Linked DNA regions of Macaca mulatta: region 2 is linked to region 1. A link is a contact called in public Hi-C data. All regions are on one chromosome and are shown on one strand. Each heading gives the region's core, a stretch centred on a gene start, on an enhancer-like site or on the middle of the called end of the contact. The rest is flanking DNA. Distances are from core to core; before and after follow the strand shown.

The links. A called contact is a pair of places that touch in the nucleus more often than the background predicts.
Region 2: a Hi-C map of CD4 T cells shows a contact between it and region 1, with 3 times the contacts expected there. The contact joins the promoter of RNF149 here to the promoter of CNOT11 in region 1. A contact is called at or near these places in 2 of 14 Hi-C or Micro-C datasets (CD4 T cells and liver).

Annotation. Positions count from the first base shown.
Region 1 is chr13:9,405,748-9,411,621 of T2T-MMU8v2.0, forward strand. It overlaps CNOT11 (CCR4-NOT transcription complex subunit 11), which reads left to right and starts at 2,466. Exons shown (of 7, transcript XM_015112970.3): 1 at 2,466-3,058. The coding sequence starts at 2,545.
Region 2 is chr13:9,460,386-9,465,506 of T2T-MMU8v2.0, forward strand. RNF149 (ring finger protein 149) reads right to left here and starts at 2,654. Exons shown (of 8, transcript XR_001439245.3): 1 at 2,080-2,654.

The DNA.
Region 1 (5,874 bases), core at 1,216-3,715:
GTTTTAGTAGAGATGGGTTTCTCCATGTTGGTCAGGCTGGTCTTGAACTCCTGACCTCAGATGATCCACCCGCCTCGGTTTCCCATGTCATTTTTTTTAAGATAAAATATATTGTTCAAATATTTTTGAAACATCTTGGAAAAAACTCACACAGTATTAGTATTACTACATTAATAATTGGCAATTGGTATAATTAGTACTATTAAATAGTATTAGCACTGCAGGAAAACTACTATAATAGACCCACAGACCACCCATTGTAAAATGGCTTGCACAAAATAAAGTTTATTATAATAACTTTTTTTTTTTTTTGAGACAGTCTTGCTCTGTCGCCCAGGCTACGGAGCAGTGGTGAGATCTTGGCTCACTGCAACCTCCGCCTCCCAGGTTCAAACCATTCTTCTGCCTCATCCTCCCAAGTAGCTGGGATTACAGGCAGGAGCCGCCATGCCCAGCTTATTTTTGTATTTTTAGTAGAGACAGGGTTTCACCATGGCCAGGCTGGTCTCAAACTCCTGGCCTCAAGTGATCCACCCATCTTGGTCTCCCAAAATGCTGGGATTACAGGCGTGAGCCACCATGTCCAGCCCCTATAATAAAAAATTAATGAGAGTACTTTTGAGCTAATTTGAATCAGTTCCTCAGGTTACCACATTATATCTGCTGCTGTTAGGAACGTTAATTGAAAGGATCTTTCTGAAGGGCAATTTAGCAGTAAATTGAAGAAGCCTTTAAAATTCAGTAGATATCACACCTGTTCACCCAGCAATTTCTCTTCCTTAAATTTTTCTTAAGAATTGAGGTGGCAAACCAAATACTACACTTCTCACTTGTAAGTGGGAGCTAAGCTATGAGGATGCAAAGACATAAGAATGATATAATGGACTTTGAGGAGTCCGCAGGGGCAGGAGGGGGGATACGTGGGACGGGTGTGAGGGATAAAAAACTACATTTTGGATATTGTCACGCGCGTCCGTGAAGAGACCACCAAACAAGCTGTGTGAGCAATAAAAGTAGTGGAAAATTACAGTCAAAGCGGGTTGTTCTCTGGCCAGCAGGGGTGGGGGCCATAAGGTGCTCAGTGGGGGAGCTTCTGAGCCAGGAGAAGGGATTTCACAAGGTAATGTCATCAGTTAAGGCAGGAACCGGCCATTTTCACTTCTTTTGTGATTCTTCAGTTACTTCAGGCCATCTGGATGTATATGTGAAGGGTTGGGCTCAAAGGCCTGACAGGTACAGTGTACACTGCTCTGGTGACGGGTGCACGAAAATCTCGGAAATCACTACTCAAAACTTATCCATGTAACCAAAAACCACCTGTACCCCCAAAACTACTGAAATACAAGTTTTAAAAAGATGAAAAAAAAAATAAAATTTCTCCCCAAAAACACATAAAATAAAAATACGTTTTAAAAAAGAATTGAGATGGCGCTTAACTAGATAATTAAGAATCGCTGGTGGTAATCACTGGTGAAATACATGCACGTTTCTGTAGGTTTAGGGACGGGCAAGTCTGGGAAATGCCACCTGGTGGTTCTCAGCCCAGACTACACCTCAGCCTCACCTGAAGAGGCGGGGTTTATTAATACCTGACTCATCTCTGGGGGTGGGACCAGGTATTTGCAACGCCTCCCCGTGGGTTTCTAATGCACCGCTAAGTGCCCAGGATAAGCACCCTAGGGCAGTCTAAGGAAAACGTGGCACAGCAAACAATTTTGTACATGAATATTAACTGGAGACATGTTCTTGAAATCGTGTTAAGAGGGAAAAAACCATGTACAAAAAAGCTCATAGCGCAGTACGATTCCATTTCTGCAATAAAAGAGTGTAAGACTAGAAATTAACCGTGGTTACGAGAAATGCGTGGCATCTTTTTCATTTACTATATTAAAAAAAATGTTTGAGACAGAGCGCCCAGACTGGAGTGCAGTGGTGATGACAGCTCACTGCAGCCTGGGACTCCCAGGCTCCAGCGACCCTCTCGCCTAGGACACTCAAAGCGCTGGGACTACAGGCACGCGCCACCGCGCCCCGCCGGCCTTTACAATATTTTTACGACGAATACTTATGGATGTTATGTTAAGAAAATAGTTAACATCCGAGGTGCGTTTTTGCAAGTAATAACGTAGATAGCATTTACTGGGACCGTCTGGCACCAGGCACTGTCCTAGGGACCGCCAAGGTGCGGCTTTCGCTTGCAGTTGCGCCGACGCACGCGGGCCCCGGGCGCTCCTGCCGGGGAACCTCAGCCGACCTAGCCCTGAAGGCCGCCAGCCCGACCTCTCACCGCGCCTCCCTTCCCGGGCCCCGCCCCCGCTTCCTGCCAATTCGCCCCGCCTACCCCGCGTCTCCGCATCCTCTTCCTGGCTTCGCTCCATCAGCCTCGCTTTCGCTGGGCGCTGTCCCTTTCCGCGGCGGTCTGGTTTCCCCGACGTGTTTTGTTTGCGACGCTGTCGTGTAACAGCGCGCTTTACGGCCGCGGGGACGGAGCGAGCCGGCGCCAGGGCCCCTCGGGCCGGGAAGAGGGGAAGGGGAGCGAGGTTGATGCCCGGCGGAGGGGCGAGCGCGGCGTCTTGCCGGCTTCTCACCGCCGCGGAGCAAAGAGTGTCCCGGGAAGCGGCAGGGTCGGCGTCCAGGAGCGGCTTCGGGGGCTCCGGCGGCGGCAGAGGCGGAGCAAGCGGCCCCGGGTCCGGGAGCGGAGGCCCTGGGGGCCCCGCAGGCAGGATGAGCTTGACCCCGAAGGAACTCTCGAGCCTGCTCAGCATCATATCGGAGGAGGCGGGCGGCGGCAGCACCTTCGAGGGCCTGTCCACCGCCTTCCATCACTACTTCAGCAAGGCCGACCACTTCCGCCTGGGTTCGGTGCTCGTCATGCTGCTCCAGCAGCCGGACCTGCTGCCCAGCGCGGCGCAGCGTCTCACGGCGCTCTACCTGCTCTGGGAGATGTACCGCACCGAGCCGCTGGCCGCAAACCCCTTCGCCGCCAGCTTCGCGCACCTGCTCAACCCCGCGCCGCCCGCCCGCGGCGGTCAGGAGCCCGACCGCCCTCCGCTCTCAGGTACCTGCTGAAGCCAGCTGTGCCGTGTGGAATGCGTTAGATTCCGCAGCTTTCCACCCGCGCTGCTGGGAGCTCACCTGAAAGGGAAATTAACTATCCGTGTGAACTGATAATCCTCTTTTTCCGCCTCCCTTTGCGTTCCCACGCCCCTCACTCCCTCCCCGCCTTAACTCTAAAGAATGGAGAGGTGGTAGCTTAATTGCAAGTTCGTGACACCGAAAATAATTTCTCTATACACCCCATCACATCATAGAGCTCAGTGTAGGTCTTGACATGTTTAGTGTCTCAAATACGGTTCGTTCTTCGAAAGCCCGTCTGTGGTGTGTGAAGTTAAAACCAACGATAAGACTAGATCTGTCCCCGGTTTTTAGTCTCAAAGGAGTACGTAGAAGTCAGTACTAAGAAGCTGAAGAAGTTGTGGGCGGAAATACACGTGAAACACCATTAAAGACTTTGCAGCCGCCTGCCTTAGCCTGTTAGGGATGGGGGCAGAGGATAGAAAGTCTCAAATTGATGATCTCGCGATTGGAAACGCATGACTTACTGGACATTATGTAAAGTGCATTCATGGTATAAATTATGTAAAATATATTTACCATTGTGTGGCATTGGTGAGATCAAACTAGTAGGTTGGATGCGAGGCTACATTTTTTTGTTTTTAAGCTCAAACAGGGGATGCTTTATGTGGATTTGCTTTGGGAGAAGACTTGCAGTCAGAAAACAAAAATGGCGTGGTGACAAGGGACCTGAAGGATTTAGGGACCAGTGTAGTGGAGGAAGCACATAGCTAGAGATAGGTAACAGCTTGATCTTACATTCCTTAACCAGCACAGGTAGGGCCTGCTATACAGTGAGTCAAGGCTAAGGCAGCAGATTTTGAGGTGACACCAGGAGTTTGTTTTTATGGTACAGGAGGGCCGCATTTCTAGTTAGCGTTCCTGCCTGGCACCCCGTCAGGATCTCTGATTGGTGTCCTGTAGTGCCCTTATCTAAGAAGGGCAACCTTTTGTATTGGCTGAGATGCCGTTAGGGTACAGGTACTTAACCTGCTTTTAAGAAGCTTGTGACTGCCCAGAAAGTGAATGTAACACAGGTTTGTGGTCAAAACCCACCACCTAGGCCTGGCGAGGTGGCTCACGCCTATAATATCAGCGCTTCTGGAGGCCGAAGTGGTGGAGGTTGGGGGTTGGGAATTGCTTGAGGCCAGGAGTTTGAAACCATGCTGGGCAACATAGTAAGACCCTGTCTACAAAAAATAAAAAATAAAAATTGTTGGGCATGGGTGGCTCACACCTGTAGTCCCAGCTGCTCAGGAGTTTGAGGCAGAAGGATCACTTCAGCCTAGGAGTTTGAGGCTGCAGTGAGTTAGGGTGACAGCGAGACCCTGCTTCTAAACACACACACACACACACACAAAGAGACAACCACCACCCTGGGGTGCTGGTATTAGAGGATTGGGACACTATGGGATTTAGGTCAGAGGGCCCTTTGAATTCTGAAGAACAAGTGAGGCAAGGGAACTGTGACTTATTAATGTCATTCTCATATACAGTGAATCTAAACCCACACCTAGTCCGTAGACTGCATTGTACACACAGATTTGCCATGGGTGGGATGGCAGTTGCCAGAGAAAGAATCCATGGATGGATTATATTTAACCGTTTTGTGCCTCAGATTCCTCATCTGTAAAATGCAAATAGTAACAATTGCCAGCTGGTAGAGTTGTTACAAAGAATAAAAGTACCTGTGAGTGTTACCCACTATTATTACCATTATTAAAGTAGGTAGGGATGGTGTGTAGGTAACATAGAAAAATATCAGTGCCAACACCCCACTCCCAGAGCTGCTGCTGTTTTCTGTTTAGGGTAAGACATTTAGTGGGTATGTCTTCAGAATGCTTTTCAGATGACTCTGAACTGAGGCAGGACTGCGATTGTGTAATGCTGGGTAGTACAGAGGAAGGAAGGACCACCCATGGAGCCAGAGAGATTCTCGGAAGGAGTGATACTTTTGCTGGATATTGATTAGGGATGCAGGTGCGAGGGCAGGAGTGACTCTGCCAGGTATTACTAAAGAACTGGGTGTAAAGCCGTGTGCGGTGGCTCATGCCTGCAATCCTAGCACTTCGGGAGGCCGAGGCAGGCAGATCACTTGAGGCCAGGAGTTCAAAACCAGCCTGGCCAACATGATGAAACCCCATCTCTACCAAAAATACAAAAATCAGCCCAGCATGATGGTGCACTCCTGTAATCCCAGCTACTGAGGAGTCTGAGGCAGGAGAATTGCTTGAACCTGGGAGTCGGAGGCTGCAGTGAGCTGAGATCGCACCACTGCACTCCAGCCTGGGCAACAGTGAGACTGCCTCAAAGCAAAAAAAGGAACTGGGTGTAGAAGTTGAGGGATTTTGTGCAACTGGGGTGTAGGGTACATGGATGGGACAGAAAGTCAAGAAGTGAGATTAGGAAGGTGCGTTGGGACCGTATTATGAAGGGTCTTGTAACGGTATAAAAATCTGGGTTTAATTCTGTGTAAACAGGTTAAGTAATGTGATCAGATCTGCACTCTAGAGATATAACTAAATGGTAAGAGGAAGTGTGGACTATGGGTGGTGAGTGGGCAGGGGTCAAAACTGGGAGCTGGGGAAGTCAGTAGAGGGGGCAAGAGTACTCCAGGCAAGAGAGGAGTGGGGACTAGAGCTGAGGGAATGCAGCCTGTTGACATTGCTGCAGTGGGAGAGATGAGGCTTGATGAGCAATCGAACATGGGACAAAAGGGAAGGAACATTCAGCCTTGTGGGAATTTGTAAACTGCATTGT
Region 2 (5,121 bases), core at 1,404-3,903, 55 kb after region 1:
CCAAGAAGTAGATTTCACATGAACATCAGAGGTGTTTTTCTGGGCCTGGATAAATTACATGTCAATAACATAAGCAGGCAAGGTTGCTGAGCCATGGTTACAACAAGTGCTATTAGCCCGAAAAGGGGGTTCTTAAAGCTATTATCAAAAAATGCAGTAAGTAGATTTGGAAAACTGTAGGCTGATGAACCTGCCATTTGAAAAAAAGTCTACGTTAAGATGGGTGTATAAGGAACCAGCAACAGAGAATCACGGCACACTAACCTCTTTTCTTTGACAGAACTACTAAAGTGGGGAACACTGTTGATAGGATGTACGTGGAGTGCTATGTCAAATCTGACAGGACCTTTCATGACACTCTTGTGGAAACGCAGCCTGGGTACCATGACAATTAAATAGATTTGTAACCACTGGAATAACCGCACCCAACATGGTGCCTAGCCCAGTGCCACCACATGGACATCTGCTCTCATTCCCATGCCCTCCTTTCTGCTGCAACTGAGGAACTGTCCTTGGACTGCCTGTGGCCAAGCCTCCAGGGTTCTGGACCCAGCCTTCCTGCCCTCTGGAAGACTCTGGCAGATCACTCCCACCCAATTTCAAACACACCCTACCAACTTTGTCCCACCATCCCGTACTCCCACAATTTCTGCCCATTCCTCTGCATCTCCCTCAGTCTTCAACCTTCTTGAAAGAGTTGTCCTAACAATCCTTACTTCCTCTCAACAGTCCTTCAGCTGGCTACTTTTCCCATCACTTCACAAAATAGGCAAATCCAAGGTTATTTTTCTGTCCTCACTTTACTGTTAGGTCCTGAACTTGTATTCAGGACGCCAAAATAGAGCAAAAAACAGAAGTATAGGAAAAATAATGTCTGACTTAGTAGCAGTGGAAACAAACACAAAAAAAATTAACCACATTAAGCTGAGACTGAGTCAACTAGTTGTGTGATGCCTAAGTGGTTATCTTACATAACAGAATATGTTCACTCTCTGTGTACTGGTCGTTATTTTACCCGGAACTTAGTTTTAAGGATATTTTGCAAAATAAGACTTAAACTACGACTACTGCCTGAAGATACAACCTGCTGCCCTAGGGAATAGTATGTGTAGGAAGGGTTGCCTGGCAAATAGCAAGGTCTTATTATTATTATTATTATTTTTCTTGAGGTCTTGCTCTCTCGCCCAGGCTGGAGTACAGTGGCACAATCACAGCTCTCACTACAGTCTCGACCTCCTGGGCTCAAGTGATTCTCCCATCTCAGCCTCCTGAGTGCCTGGGACTACAGGTGGGCGCCACCCTGCCCACGCGATTTTTAAAAATTTTTATAGGATGGTGTCTCACTATGTGCGCCAGGCTGGTCTCGCACTCCTGGCCTCAAGCGATCCTCCCACCTCGGCCTCCCAAAGTGCTGGGATTACAGGTCCCAAGGTCTTGTCTGGAATGAATACAGTAATTTCAAAATTTTGATCGTAACTCAAGACTCACTGAATCTGACCGGCAGTAGAGCCAGTGTTATAACCCTAAATTTAGCAAGTCAGAAAGCACAGGTCAAGGTTTACTGACTCAGTCAGATGCAGGTTTTCTGACTCAGAGTTTAGAATATTCAGACATGATTCAAGAAAGCGAAGAAACCAGAGTGCCAACGAGCCATCACCTTATGTTGATGAAGGGACAACCGATCCTGGGGCGCGCTGGGTTAAGAGCTTGGATTCCTACTCACCCCTCCAACTTTTGGAAGCGGTGAATGGAAAGGGGACCATGATTAGGAATCTAAGATTTCCCCACCTGTTAGAACCACAAGGCTCCTTCTGTGGATTTTAACGTCTTTTGTACTCCCTTCACCCCATGGATCAAAGGCGAAGATCATATCTCGTCTGCAGACTTACCTCCCTCCCAACAGCGCTCGGGGAGCCGCACCGAGCAAATGAGGGCTTCCCTGAGAGTTCCAACAGCTAGAGGCCTGAGAATCGTGCCAGGCCCGCTTGGCGGCCTGCGGTTCAGGGCCAACCCTGAAGACCCCAGCCTCGGTGGCCGCGCATAAGTCCCCCTCCCGTCCTCGCGCCCCGGCCTGCTCACCCGCATGGGACATGGGCATGGTGAGGTTCCCGTAGCGCTCCTCGTTGTAGAGGACCACGGCCGAGGCGTTCCTCCGCGCCGCCACCAGCACCTTGTCCTTGAAGGTGCAGCCCCCGCGAGCCACCAGGGCGACCCAGGGCGCGGCCCCTCGGCCGCCGGGCTCGGGCACGAAGAAGCGCGTGTTGGGCGCGCAGCCCTCGGGGTCTCCGCCGGGCGCCCACGGGACGCCCACCAGGCCCTGAGCGCCCTCCTTGGGCGAGCTGTCGCCGAAGCGGCCGCTCTCCGAGACGCTCCACACCGTCAGGTTGGTCTGCGGGTCCACGTACTCGATGCTCACCACGGCCGAGAACCACTCGAGAGCCCGGCCCCGGGCCCCGGGCGCGCACAGGGCCAGGGCGAGCAACGCCAGAGCCAGCCCGCCGCGGGCCCCAACGCCGGCCTCGGGCCGCCGCCACGCCATGGCAGCACAGCTGAGGTGACTAGGGGCAGGCGGGGGGTCACGCGCGAGTGCTGTGAGGCCGCGGAGCGCAGAGAAGCTGGCGCCCACCGCCGCCCGGGAAGACTGAGGCGGGGTCGGGGCCCTGGCCGCTGCGCACGCGCACTTGGCGGAGCGGACGAGGGGCGTGACTAGCCCTGGCCCCGCCCTCGCCCGATCAGCCGCGCAGTACGCAGGCGTAAGCTCCGCTGAGCCACGGACCGCGAGCCGTTCCGGGCTCTCGGGCGCCTGTGGGCGGAGGCGGGGCGCGCAGCCTATACCACAGTTTGCGCCACGGCTGACCCCTTGGCCAGGGGCCGAGTTTGCGCAACAGGACGACTAGCATCCCCGAAGTGAGGGGAAGTAACTCCAGAGAAACGGGAAGCTTCCCTGAAAGCAGGCGTGGACCGCGGTTCAGTAAAATCGCTTAACAGATGTTTGTGGAGAGTTTATTGTGCAAGGCACATGGCAGAGGCCTTGTGTAAATCGTTTCAAAGTTAATTAGCCAAACCTGTTGGCGTCCGCCGGTAGTTCCCACTCGGGAGGCCGAGGTGGGAAGATCACCTGAGCCCCGCAGGTGGAGGCTGCATTGAGCCGAGATCACCACTCCTCTCCAGCCTGGGCGACTGGAGAGGCAATTAAAAAAAAAAAAAAAAAAACCAAAGTTACGCACACACTATCCAACTGCCTTTTGCTACCAATATTATGGTGCTAGTTGATTCCTTACAGCTTAAGTATATTTACATCAGCCATTTTTGTTACAGTGTTTTATGTGTAATCTGTAATTTTGAAATAATCAGGCATAGGCATACAACATAAGTGTCATTTAGGTAGTCTGATGCCTGCTACTGATGACATACAACGTAAGTGCTCATTTGGGCATCAGACTACCTAAATGAACACCTATGTTGTATGTCAATAAAAAAGGGAAAAGGATTTGTTGTTTGGATATCAATACCCAGTGATACAGAATCCATGTAAAACTACTGTGAGTACAAAGCCTACTGCTGTCAGAAAGGAAGTTCAGAACATTGGTTTCAGATAGACTCATCTTCCCGTGTTAAGGGTCTATAACTGTAGGAAGTAGGTTGTTGCCGCCCGCATCACGTGTTTTTTTGTTTTGTTTTGTTTTGTTTTGTTTTGACAGAGTCTCGCTCTGTTGCCCAGGCTGGAGTGCAGTGGCGCGATCTTGGTTCACTGCAACCTCTGCCTCCCAGGTGCAAGCGATTCTCCTGCCTCAGGCTCCAGAGTAGGTGGGATTACAGGAGGGCGCCACCCACCTAATTTTTGTATTTTTAGTAGAAACAGGGTTTTGCAATGTTGGCCAGGCTGATCTTGAACTCCTGACCACAGCCTCCCGAAGTGCTGGGATTACAGGCCCGAGTCAGTGCCCCCGGCCTGCATCATATGTTTTTTGTTGGGCCTTAAACCCTCTCCATTTCCGCTTTGCTGCTGTCTTTCTTGGACTGTCTCTGTGCTCCAAAATGCAGTCTGACCCATAGCCTGTAAGTTTTCCATGAAGTTGGATCTCCTCTCCTTTCCCGTCAGGAAACTGAATTTTAAAAGGCCCAAAGGGCCTCAGGCTTAAATTATCGTGGTCTATGCAGGCTGCGAACGGGTTTTAGGGACGCCTCAACCACCACCCTTTATGCTGCAGCAAAACAAATACTGTAGTTCCCAAAAACGTGTCCTTGCAGTTTCATGTTATGTCTTGCAAATTCATTTACTTCTTTCTCCAGTGACCTGCTCCTGGCTCTTGTCCCAGCAAACACTAAGTTAGTCTTCAAGTGTTAACTCAAAAGCTATTTTTTTTGGTGAAACCCGCCTTGGGTAACTACGGGCAAACTTGGGTTCTCCTCCAGTTTTCCATGTTGCTTGTGTATGTTTGTACATTCATGCTGTAGCAGCAATACTGCTTTCCAAGTTTTGGGCCTTCTTTTAATGTTGTGAACTTCGCAAGGGCTAGGATTGTGTCCTCGGTCTTTTCATGAGCCTACCTCAACTAGCACAGTGTTGTATGTGTAATTGATAAGTAATTGATAATTTCTGAAATAGGCAGAATAGCTTTTTTTTTTTTTTTTTTTTTTTTTTTTTTTACTGCTCAGAGTTCAGTACTCAGGATTGGTTACAGGCTTGTTGAGCAAAGTCCAGCAAGCTAATAGGAACAGACGTTGCAGCTGTTGAGCTCAGCACAGTTCCTTGGTCTTTATGTTTTTATTACTAGCTCCAGGCCTCAGTTGGTTTTCCTTGATCCAAAGTTGCCACCACTACCTCAAATCTTCAGGACCTTCTTTCCCTACACTGGCTGCCAGGGGCCTTCAGTCTGGTTAATTCCCCTTCCGTACTGCCCCAGAAGAAAAACTAACAAGCCTTCCACTTCACTCTTTGGTGTGGGGAGGGAGAGAAAGGGTGCGAGAGGTGTCATTATCTTTTCTTTTAATCATTTTATTGTAGAAACTTTCAGATACTTTCAAAAGTAGAGAGACTGGTATAAGAAACGTTATGCACTTGTAACTTAGATTCAACAATGATCTGTAACCATAATAGGTCTATTGCCTGAAGCACAT